2 separate regions of the Hordeum vulgare genome follow, and region 2 is linked to region 1. The links are chromatin contacts, called in public Hi-C maps. All regions are on one chromosome and are shown on one strand. Each heading gives the region's core, a stretch centred on a gene start, on an enhancer-like site or on the middle of the called end of the contact. The rest is flanking DNA. Distances are from core to core; before and after follow the strand shown. Region 1 holds the start of LOC123400062 (polygalacturonate 4-alpha-galacturonosyltransferase-like). Region 2 holds the start of LOC123400067 (60S ribosomal protein L36a).

Region 1 (5,707 bases), core at 2,427-4,926:
ATACCTTGTCCAGTATGGTCGGTACTTGGTCATTGCCAGCTCCAGCCATGGCTTCATGTTCCCATTGTAATGAGCGACAGCAGCATTGTCTATCTCTGAGCGGTCGATGCTTGGGTTGTATCCTAGTCCAAGGACATGCCACGATTTATCAAGGGGGTGCGTCAGCTTGTAGAACGTCATGAGGCCAGGTGGAAGTGTCCCGAGCTTCCAAAGAACCCTGTCTTCATTCTGGCAGAAGAAAACAGTAGGATAGTGTGAGATATGATGTGTTTGAACAATGAAATGAAATCCAACGATGATATTAGTAACCTCACCATGTTTTGCCACTTGTGGTAGATCCCGGTAATATCTTTGTTCTTCCATTGCTTCAGATCAAAGATGTTCATCCCATAAGCCCAACCACAAGCATTAGGATCAAAGTTCCGAGCAATGTGTGGATTTGAGAAGTTAAGGTACTTGTCGAAACGGTGGAAACTCTCTCCACAGGTAAACACTGCACCATTGACCATTCCATTCAGATCAACATCCCACAATCCTGTCAAATCTTTCTGCACAACTATGTCATCATCGAGGAAAAGTATCTTATCCAACTTTGGGTAGATCTGTGGGAGATAAAATCTCAAGTGGTTCAGCATGGAGAGGTACTTGGGGTTGCGGTATTTTAGGTTTGAAGAACCTGCTGAAAGAGTGGTGGGACGGTCAGCCTTGAAATAATACTCTTTCATGGCAACAGACTCCAGTTGACGTAAAACAGGACAGTATGATGAGTTCAACCACTTAAACTCATCCACATTCTCAACATGGATAGTGGCCTTGCCAGGTGGGTTCAGCAAAAACCACATGTTCATGGCTCCAAAGTTCAACTTATCGGTCACAAGATGGAAAACATGTTTCTCAGGCTCCTGCAAAAGTTAAATCAACCATTATTGTTCGAAGCAACTAGTATCATACAAGAGTTCATCGATAGGAGAATCTTGAAAATTACCTTAGCATTCATGATGGTTGAGTTTACAACAACAGAGGCAGCCAAGACATTGTCTGAGAAAAGTGCATAGTGGTAGAGCTCTGGATTTTCCAAGTTTTCACTCCTCGGGAACTTCCGTTTCTCCAGAGGAAGGAGATAGTAATCTATTGTTAAGCGCATAGACAAGCAGTGGATGCTGTTTGGAATCGTCTTTGCAGCCAACTGGCTAAGAAATGTACTCTGCTTCTTCAAGCTCCTGACCTGTTCATCTGCTGACTGAAGCATTGCTCTTAGTCTCTGACTTATCACCTTGCAATCATACAATTCTTCTCTGGCCTTCGTTAAAACTTGACCCATCACTCTGATTTTGTCAGGTGCACTGTAAAGTAGCATATTTGTGAAAAGAGAGGAACAAGGTAACTGAGTAAGAAATAAGCGATAATAGATGTGACGCAGCACACCTGTGATGAAGGTCAGCATCTGCAGTAGCCTCTCCTACAGCCCGCTGGCTTTCCTTGATTCGGCTCTGCAGTTCTTGATAGATACCATGCTTGTTCCTTGATTTTGCAAGCACAGAGTAAACACGGGCCATAATAATTTGGTCCCTCATCAACCTGACTGTTGAATCTGAGTTCTCATTCTCATTCTCTTTTCTCCATATGCTGTATTTCCCAAGGACAGCAGAATCTACAGCCTTTGATCGCTCAATAGCTGCATTCTCCAGCTTAACAAGTGCTTCGTCATCTTTCCGTACCAAATCAATTGCCCTCTTTTCCCGCCTCGCCTCCCGTAGTTTCTGTATAAACCAAATAGTACCAAGAGGTCATATGAAAGATTGAAATCAACTTATTAACAGAGACAAGAATTTATCAAAATATATACCAGTTACTTACCCTTCGAGCCATTTTTGCTGCTGTATCAACTTGATGTCCATCTGCATGGGCAATAACTTCATTATCTACTGTCTAGTCAGATTATGTAAATGAATAACTTGAAGAAAAAACAATTATGTCCATACCTGAACCATCCTTGGGTGCTTTATGTGTTAGAGGTATAACATGGTCTGCGGAACTGTTTTGAGCTTTTGCCTTGTCGTCAACAACCAAATTAGCATTCATCTTGTGATCAACTAGATCATCAGTTTTCCAGGAAGGAGATGGATGATCCCTAAAGAAATCAAGGTTCAGAGTGCCTGTTTCTTGTTGACTAGCAGCTATAGCATCAATTACCTGAAGACCAAATAATTGGATGACTATAAGTACAGCGGAATTGAAGAAACTTAAGGTTTCATATGTTGAACAGCATAACAGTTCATGGTTACAGAATAATCATGACGTCCAAATCATTACATGTAGACCAAATAAACCCCCAAGAGATTGGGAAGAAGACAATCCCAACCACCAAACATAGAATTGAAAGATGGGCATGTACACTACTAACTGCAAGATGTTCTGACCTCCTTAGACAAAACAGATTTCAGATTGTCTGTCGCCAGTTGCTCTTGCCAATCTGTTTCCTGCAAGACAGGTCTCAATGTGAGACGAATCCTAAAAGTAAGGGTGGTAAAACAAATTTGACTCCCTTTTAGAATGGATAAATACCTGGTTGCCATCAGCACCCCTGGGATCTGCAGATGAACAAAATATGCCGTCACTTATTTATCTTGAAGTTAATAAAATGTTGCTATCAAATATTACAACAAAACATTGTTCCCAAATACTAACAGCTAACAAGAAAAAAGACAAGTAAGGTTTTAGCAGATGATAAAGCAAAAGAGAAGTCGGCATGCTTAAGACAATCTTATGCTTTTCAGCCCATCATGGTTCAGTTTGCACAGATAAGTGTAGCTTTGATTTGTTATCACTACTAATATGCCATGGGCATGCATTACGGCCTCTCCTAGCAGCAGCCATACACCCAACCTACCTACATTGGCATAAATCCTGGCACCAAGAGAGCAAAGCAGGAGAAGAATAACCAGATCTCTTGAATCAGAACGTCCACTGCATCTCACAGGTTCGTGATCATTCACAGTTCCGTCTATTACCTTTTGGTTTTACATCCCAGCAACACGTTGCAGCCACAATTCCCACCAAACCCTAGCCAGTACCCACAGGCTGAGGCCACGACACACCAATTGCTGAATAACAATCCTGAACCACTCAAACCAAATCTACACGGACTCCACTCTCGCGGTCAGTACCATCGGCAAATCAAACCGCAGAAGCGCATAAAACTCGCAGCCCATGCGAATCCAAACGCGGATGGACCAATCTAGGTGCAACGGGACCCGAAATTCAGAATCGATGGCGCCTCGTACGGCATCCATGGCATATGAAGTGGCTTTTCTAACAAAAAGTGGTTTGGGAAGTGAGGCGGGGGCGAACCGGACGCGACGTGGACGTGGCCGCCGCTGCGCGCGACGAAGAAGATCGACGGCGCGACGACGAAGAGGAAGACGAGGACCACCACCGGCGGCACCGCGCCGGAGCCGCGCCTCGCTCCGCCGCCGCCGCCAGCGCCCGCGGAGGAGTAGGGGAGCCGCTTCGGGGACGCCATCTCCGGTGACGCGTGGGCGGAGGGGGAGGGGCACTGGCCCGATCCGGTCGGAATGCTGCGGCGGCGGCGAGGGGGTCGCCGTGCGCGCGCTGCCTTTCCCCCCCTCTCTCGCCCTCGCCTGCGGGGAGTGTGGGGAGTGGCGTGGGGTAGCCACGAATGGCAAGGGAGGAATTCAGGAAAGATCACGTATCGCTTTGGTTTTGCTCTTGGGACGGTATCTGGGCCCACGACGGACGTGTGGGCCGGTTGGTGCCTTATTGATGGATCTACGACGGATGTGTGGGCTGTTAGCGCCTTAAATTCGGTAGATTTTATTCATCACACTAGAGCCTCGACCGAAATCACTAATTGAGAAATGGGAAACGTTCAAAATCAGACGGCTGATTACAACGACGCCTAAGCCTCCTCCCAGGCGCGACACGCGTCTCGGTGGGACAGCCCACCCCTTCGTCATAATCAGCCTTATCCTCACGCGAGCGCTCAACCACACAAAGCCTTCCCGCACATGTGACCCGCTCTCCCCTTCCCGACCGGTGCTCTTCCCATTCCCCTTGCTCCATCTTTTATTCTCCCACAAAATCCGTGCGCTGCAGTGTCCATGACTGCATTGAAGCTCCACGAGCGGCTGCGGGTGTTGCGTTGCAGCGGGAGATGCGAGCTTCACCGTTGGCCGGCATGCCTGGAGGTGCGATGCAGCGTTGGTCGGCATGCCTGGAGGTGCGATGCAGCTTTGGCTGGCATGCCTGGTGGTGTGCAGCGCTCGGTGATGTACCAAAACGTGCTGCCGTCGTCTGGTGCTGCGATGGAGTGCGCTTGCCGGCGTCGGGTGCTGCGATTCATCCCCGCCGTGCAGGGGGTTGGTACTGCAGTGTAGCATCATCGGCGCCCGTCGGTGAACATCGATGCTGCACTGGAGCTTCGCCGCCGGCTTTCGATGCTGCGATGAAGCGCTCATCGGCGGCCCCGGAGTTGTGATGCAGCACCCGGTGTCGCAATGGAGCTTCGCCGCCGGCTTTCGATGCTGCGATGAAGCGCTCGTCGGCGGCCCCGGAGCTGTGATGCAGCACCTGGTGTCGCAATGGAGCTTCGTCGGCGGCTCACAGTGTTGCAATGCAGCTCTTGTCGGTGGCGGCCGTCATGCTTGCAGCGATGTGCGGTGTTGCTTGCAGCAGTGTGCAGTCCGCGGATGGTGCTGCGGCCATAAAAGATCGAAGCGGGTGTCCTGGCGATGCGAAGAAATACATATGACACACGTTGACCAAATCCGACGGCTTACGAGTATTGAATCTAACGTCTCAGGACCCGGCTGATTTATCAAAGAAATCAGTCGGATGATTTGTAGCAGCGTCCTTGAGAAATACATCTTTCAAATATCACTTTCACCTTTCTAAATTTTGACAAGTGGCGTACTGCATGTATGTTACTTGTCATAACAGGAAAGTTTTTCATTTTCGTGAATTCATATTTTTATAGGTTTATCTCCTAAACCGTGCGTCCAAATCTCGAAATGTTTTTACCGTTGGGTTTCTCTCGTCGAGATCTTAAAAATTAGATCACATGTTGATAGGTTTGACGAAAAAACCACAAAAAAGGGACCAAGAAAAACCATGCCTCTCGTGATAGGAAAAAACAATAGAAAACACATTTTCGCATTTTTTTTCTTTTCGAAAGGCGCGGCCGTGCCTCTCACGAAGGCAAAAATGTGCCTTTCGCGGAAAAAATTACGTTTGTTTTTTCCTTTTCGAGAGGAACGGACGTGTATCTCATGAAGCCAAAAACTGTTCGGGTCCATAGTCAGTACTAGATGTCAATCTCTCTATGTGTGATCTTCAATACAATGATCATCGCATCTTTGCTTTGATCCACATGATATAATTTCTTTTGTGCGGTGCGTTTGTTGAGATTCGTTGAATTATGAATTTATGTCCACATTATTTATAATAAATATTTGAGTTACATTTGAATACTTGTATGATTCTTATGTGCATGATTATGATAGCTTCATAATTCTCTTCGATCTATTGAAATAGTTTGGCCAACTAGATCGATATTTCTTTGGTGAGAGAGGTGCGTTGTGGTAGGTTCAACATGGCAAATTTTTATATCCCAGTGATAGAAGGGGACAAGATACGTCTTTGTATTGATGCTACTAAGGATAAAATGACGGGGTTTATTCATATTGCT
Region 2 (5,626 bases), core at 2,457-4,956, 170 kb after region 1:
ATTGGGACTTCATTTGGTACAATATTCCTAAAAATCCTAAAACATGCAGAAAACAACAAGTGGTACTTGGCACTGGTTAATAGGTTAGTGCTTAAAAATAATATAAATCAGCAAGTAAATGCCAAGCAGCCTAGAATGATAATATAATAGCATGGAATAATATAAAATTGTAGATATGTTGGAGACGTATCAGTGGTTCCTCGCCTCGGGCAGTGCTCCTCAGCTCCCTGCCGACATGGTGCTTGATAGGGCACGAAGGCTCGCGTTGCATCCGGTGGCCCTGTGTTCGGACGGCCATGCGGTTGTGTCTGGTGGTTCATCATGCTTCTTCATGTTTGGAAGGGTTCGATGGTGGTGGTGGTTGACGTCTTGCTTTAGGGACGTGCTCAAACTCCGGGTGAGAAGCGTGCATCGACTATGTCGATGTTGGTGGCAACGCCGTCCATGGATGTTGTTTCCCTTGCTGGAGGTGCCGTTATGGAGCTCCAACACCTACTATGCTTTTGTTTTGTGGTCTTCGGGTGAAACCCTAATATCAGGCTTGCGGGATCGGATGATGGTGTTGTGTCCTGCACAATACTACCTCCTTGGAGGTGTCATCTTGGAGACCCAAACAACGACTTCTACTGCTGGGTGCCACTAAGGGTTGTGTGTTTGGTGGTGGTGGTGGTCAAACCAGATTGGGACCGATGGTGGTCTACTCTTCCTCCCGTCTTTGTCTTCGGTCGTCCTTTGCGTGGTCTATGTTGTGTTGCTATGCAAGCCAAGGACCCTCCCATGGTTGTCATTGGGTTGTGGCGAGCTTCGGGCTCTTGGTGTCGTCTCGGTTCACTTTTGCTCAATGACAACACAATGATGCCTCCGCAACTTGCTAATCGCCTCAACCTCCCATGGCGGAGCTCCCAATCAAGGTTTGTGTTAAGCTTTGGCACTTGTTGGTTATGGATGCTCCTCTGTTGTGAAGTGGGGTTTGGTGCGCATGCCGATGCGATGAATTAGGCTAGTTATAGAGAGTCTTGGTATCGTGTTCCATTGACTACACCCCTCATTTACTTGTGCCTCTCTTATTGACAGTCCTTCTATTTGCTAGTTAGGATGTGCCTTCTCGTGGGCGTCCATCTCTTCTCTTCTTTAACTTTGTTACTTGTATGATTTTTGGCCCAGTTTTCCTCATAAACAAGTCAATTTTTCAAGGTTGTTGATTTAGTCTTCCTTACAAGCCGGATCAACAAAAGTCTAATGGGGGACTCTTGGCTTTTGCCGCTTTTGAGCAGTATATTCAGGTGGGAGAACTCTCTCCCGGTGATTCCTCAAAAAACTAATTTTCGCTACGTCATTCAACTGGGAAAACATTTTTGTTCAGATGTTACTAACTAGTTACACTGCTAGACTATCTTTGTTTGTTGTAAAATACACATGCTCAGCGGAAGGAAGACGGGGTGATAGAAATTCAAGAAAATGAGTCCACGGGTAAATGAGTCATGGAGCAACTGAATGAGGCCACTAAGGTACACAATGAAGCTACTGGACTACATGAGACTCAAAATGACCAAGCTATTAAGTATGTTGTAGCAAATAAGCAGTGATCTAACTAAAATTTCCGTGTCAGATAGACACTAGGATTTTGGCACACTTTTTTCTCCTAGGACATTTGGATGTCTTTTCTTCACATTTTATTATTTTTCTTTCAAAACAACAACAACAAGTAAACATGCCGAAAGCCCGGTGGAACAAACAACCAACAAATGTGTCAACCAGCCCATACGGACACAACTATGTCAAAGCAAATGCACAAATTGTCAAAATGCAACATATAACCGAGATAACCCAGTAGTCTTGCCTCATATAGGGAAAATAAAGAGGTATAGTTAAGGCTACAACCAAAACGGGTTGGCACAACAAACAAGTGACATCAGATGATGTCAAGTGAATGAGATCAAACTATAACACATCTAAATGAGTTCTAGGCATTCCCTATATTTTTTTATTAGAAACAACCAGTAGTATTTCTCTCTTATTTTTTAGCAACACTAGTATCTATACCTACTAATAAAGCATATATTGCTTCTGTCGTACGTCATTAAATTTGCACCTAAAGTTCGCTAAAATTACCCACCAATGCCACCCGTAAGTGACAAAAACGATTCGTTTTTTAAACTTCGATTCGGCTCTCCTTTCTAATTCTGAAGAAGGCGGTTCCCCTATTGGAACCAAAGCATGAGGGTAGCGCAACCCGTTTGGCGCTCGCCTTCCCATCCTGGAGACCCAGGTTCGATCCCAGTTACACCCAGTTTTATCCCACCTTTTAGGCGTGAGGCTAGCTGACCGGTAATGTGCATTCTCTCGAGCCGTGGCCTACAACCCTTCTTTTTTGCATTTCTTTTATATTATTTTTTCTCTTTTCGCTTTTTTAAATAAACTCTGCACAAATTTTAATCATGAATTAAAGAAAATTAAACTTTGTGGACAAAAAAGTTTCCATATATAAAAAAATGTACAATGCGTATGGATAATAAACAATTTATTTTTGTTTTATTTTGAAAAATATTGATTGTGTATTTAAAAAACTTTAAATGTGTATAGAAAATGTTTCCAGTGTATAAGAAAACATATACAAAAATATATAATGTGTATGGAACAAAGTAGACATAAAAAATAGAACTTTTCAAAAATGTTAATCATGTATTTGAATAATATAAATATGTATATAAAAATGTTCATAATGCATACAAAATATGTAAAATGTGTATTAAAAAAATTAGACATTAAAATTAAATAATGTTTTTAATCTCGCACGCAAAAAATGTACCTAATGTATAAAAAATATGCAATGTTGTTTATACAAGCTTTACGTAAACAAATGGCTTAGCTTTGATTTTTCATATATATAAACTGTTTTGCTAATTATTTTTAAAAAATATCGATGTTGACATGCAACCTTAAACATTTGATATGCATGTACTTACAAATTGATTATTTTTTATGGAGCTGTCTAATATGTTTTTAATCAAATTAAGACTTCACTTAGATTACAAATGCAAACACATATATCAACAAGATAAAAATAATGCTCTTATGCATATGCTATCATTAATTAACAAAACATACTTTGCCATTTTCATCATAATACAAATATTTGTGTGGCACCATCGAGGAGAACAGGACCATGCAACTTGAAACATCAAGTAAGATCATATCCATGTTTACTTATTATATGTTCATTAATAATATAAGTTCACAAGACATGGATTTAAATTGGTTGGAATACCTGCACTCAATATTCTTCCATGCCTTTATTTCTTGATTTGCTCATTAAATATGCATCGAGTTGGTGTATACTCCCTCTCTAACTAAGTATACTGAACATATTGAATGTTTTTCTCAGAGAGAGAGGAAGAGAGATCTTAGGACTGACCACAATCAAACACGTTTTCATTGTATGAGCATTGAGGCCACTATCGACAACACAAATGTGATGCCATGTGGAACTGTAAAACGTGGGCCTATTAAGGTCTTGAGTCGTGGTTATTGGCTTAAGAGTGTGTGCTATTTTCTCTCCCGTTGCAACGCACGGGCTCTTTTGCTAGTTATTTCTCATGGACCATCTGAAAAATGTATTTTATTTTCCTTGGGCGACATGCATGTGGCCCAATACGTGCATTGCTTATCAGGCTTACACGGAGTAATAAGCCCAAGCTCGCAAGCCCATATTCCCGAAGCTACACCTGCCGTTCCTAGGGTTTTGCTTCGCTAATATTTCACCCAGGCGCCGCCATTCTCCCCCTCCCCCCTTTCCTCACCACCTCCCCCGCCGCAGGAGAAGCAGCAGACGCGCGGAGGAGAGCTTCCAGGCGGCGACCATGGTAACGCCCTCACCTCCCGCCGCCACATCCCCTGATGATTAGCTTTGTTCGTTCGTACTTGGCCGGGGGCTGTGATTACAAAAGAGTGGCTCGAGCGGCATGATTCTGGGAAACCCTAGCGGAACGGCAGATCTCGCGGTGTGCCCCCGTTACAGCAGCGCGACGAGCATCTCTTAGCCGGTTGGGGATGGAAGTGGAACACGAGGTGCCGCCTGACGACGGGCCGTTGGGTTCTTGTGATGTGCGTGCGTGCGTGTATCTGTTTCAGACAGAGGGAGAGAGAGAGAAAGGGAGATGTTTGGAATGAACGGTCGCGTGGGGCTTGGCATCTGGTGTTCCACATCCAAAACCCCGTGCTCGTTTTGCTCGTCGTGCTGCAGCTGCTTTAGCAGGGGTTGGCGTGCTCTTGGATCGTCGTCCCCGTTGGGTTTCCTGCCGTGGTGAAGGTTTCTTAATATACACTTGATATGAGCCTCCAAGAAGGTCTTTTACCTTTTTATTCAGTAAACTGTTGCATTGGGATTTTATCCACATATTGGTTACTGGCATAGGTTTTGATTGGTTTGTTTTGGACTCATAAGGAGCATCAGAGTGCAGTGTGACCTGCTTGTAAGGTTTCAAAGATCAAATCTCGCTGCTGTGCTGTGGAGTACTTTTATAATAGGCTGCACAATTGCTGCATTTAAAATAGGCTCCACAATTGCTGCATCTCCGGTTTGAGTTTTTTTTTCATGACTATGTAGCTCGGCCGATGCCTAGCTTAGCTTTGTTCATTCATACTTGGTCTGGGGCTGTGATTACAAAAGAGTGGCTCGAGCGGCTTGATTCTGGGAAACCCTAGTGGAAAGCAGATCTCGCCGTGTGCCCCCATTACAGCAGAGCGATGAGCATCTCTTAGCCGGTTGGGGATGGAAGTGGAACATGGGGTGCCGCCTGTCGATGGGCTGTTTGGTTCTTGTGATGTGTGTGTGTGTGTGATCTGTTTCAGGCAGAGGGGGAGAGAGAGGGAGACATGTTTGGATTGAATGGTCACGTGGGGCTTGGCATCTGGTTTTCCACATTCAAAATCCCCTGCATGTGTTGCTCATCGTGCTGCGGCTGCGTTGGCAGGGGTTGGCGCGCGCTTGGATTGTTGTCTCAGTTGGGTTTCCTGCCGCGGTGAAGGTTTCTTAAATATGCACTTGATATGAGCCCCCAAGGTCTTTTACCTTTTTTATTCAGTATAAACAGTTGCATTGTGATTCTTTCAACACATTGGTTACCGGCATAGGTTTTGATTGGTTTGTTTTGGACTTGTAAGGAGCATGAGTGCAGTGTGACCCACTTGGTGACATCCCAAAGATCAAATCTTGCTGCAGCGTGGAGTACTGTTAGAATAGAGTACACAATTGCTGCATAGAAAACTTCATTTTCGTAATCGCAGAATTTTGAGCCTATAGTTGAAATGTGATTGACCTAGAGTCTGCTCCCTCCCTGGAGTCTGAACTGGCATAATCATTGTGGGTTAACTCACTGTGTTCTATTTCGAGGTTTGTAATGTGGCTCCCCTGTTTGGCCAGTTCCCCAGATGATTATGTTTGTTCGGTTGTACAAGGCCGGGGGCTGTGATTACAAAATAGTGGCTCGAGCGGCTTGATTATGGAAACCCTAGTGGAACGGCAGATCTTGCTGTGTGCCCCCATTACAGCACCACGACGAGCATCTCTTAGCCGGTTGGGGATGGAGGTGGAACACGGAGTGCCGCCTGGCAACGGGCTCTTTGG

What was found. Hi-C and Micro-C count contacts between places; a contact is called where the count stands out from the background.
Region 2: a Hi-C map of leaf shows a contact between it and region 1, with 2.5 times the contacts expected there. The contact joins the promoter of LOC123400067 here to the promoter of LOC123400062 in region 1. A contact is called at or near these places in 4 of 6 Hi-C or Micro-C datasets (leaf, seedling and an unstated tissue).

What each region holds. Positions count from the first base shown.
Region 1 is chr5H:499,317,343-499,323,049 of MorexV3_pseudomolecules_assembly, forward strand. It overlaps LOC123400062 (polygalacturonate 4-alpha-galacturonosyltransferase-like), which reads right to left and starts at 3,677. Exons shown (of 9, transcript XM_045094461.1): 1 at 3,352-3,677; 2 at 2,566-2,591; 3 at 2,421-2,480; 4 at 1,983-2,193; 5 at 1,858-1,898; 6 at 1,426-1,760; 7 at 986-1,343; 8 at 315-902; 9 at 1-228. The coding sequence starts at 3,523.
Region 2 is chr5H:499,486,383-499,492,008 of MorexV3_pseudomolecules_assembly, forward strand. It overlaps LOC123400067 (60S ribosomal protein L36a), which reads left to right and starts at 3,707. Exons shown (of 4, transcript XM_045094465.1): 1 at 3,707-3,863. The coding sequence starts at 3,861.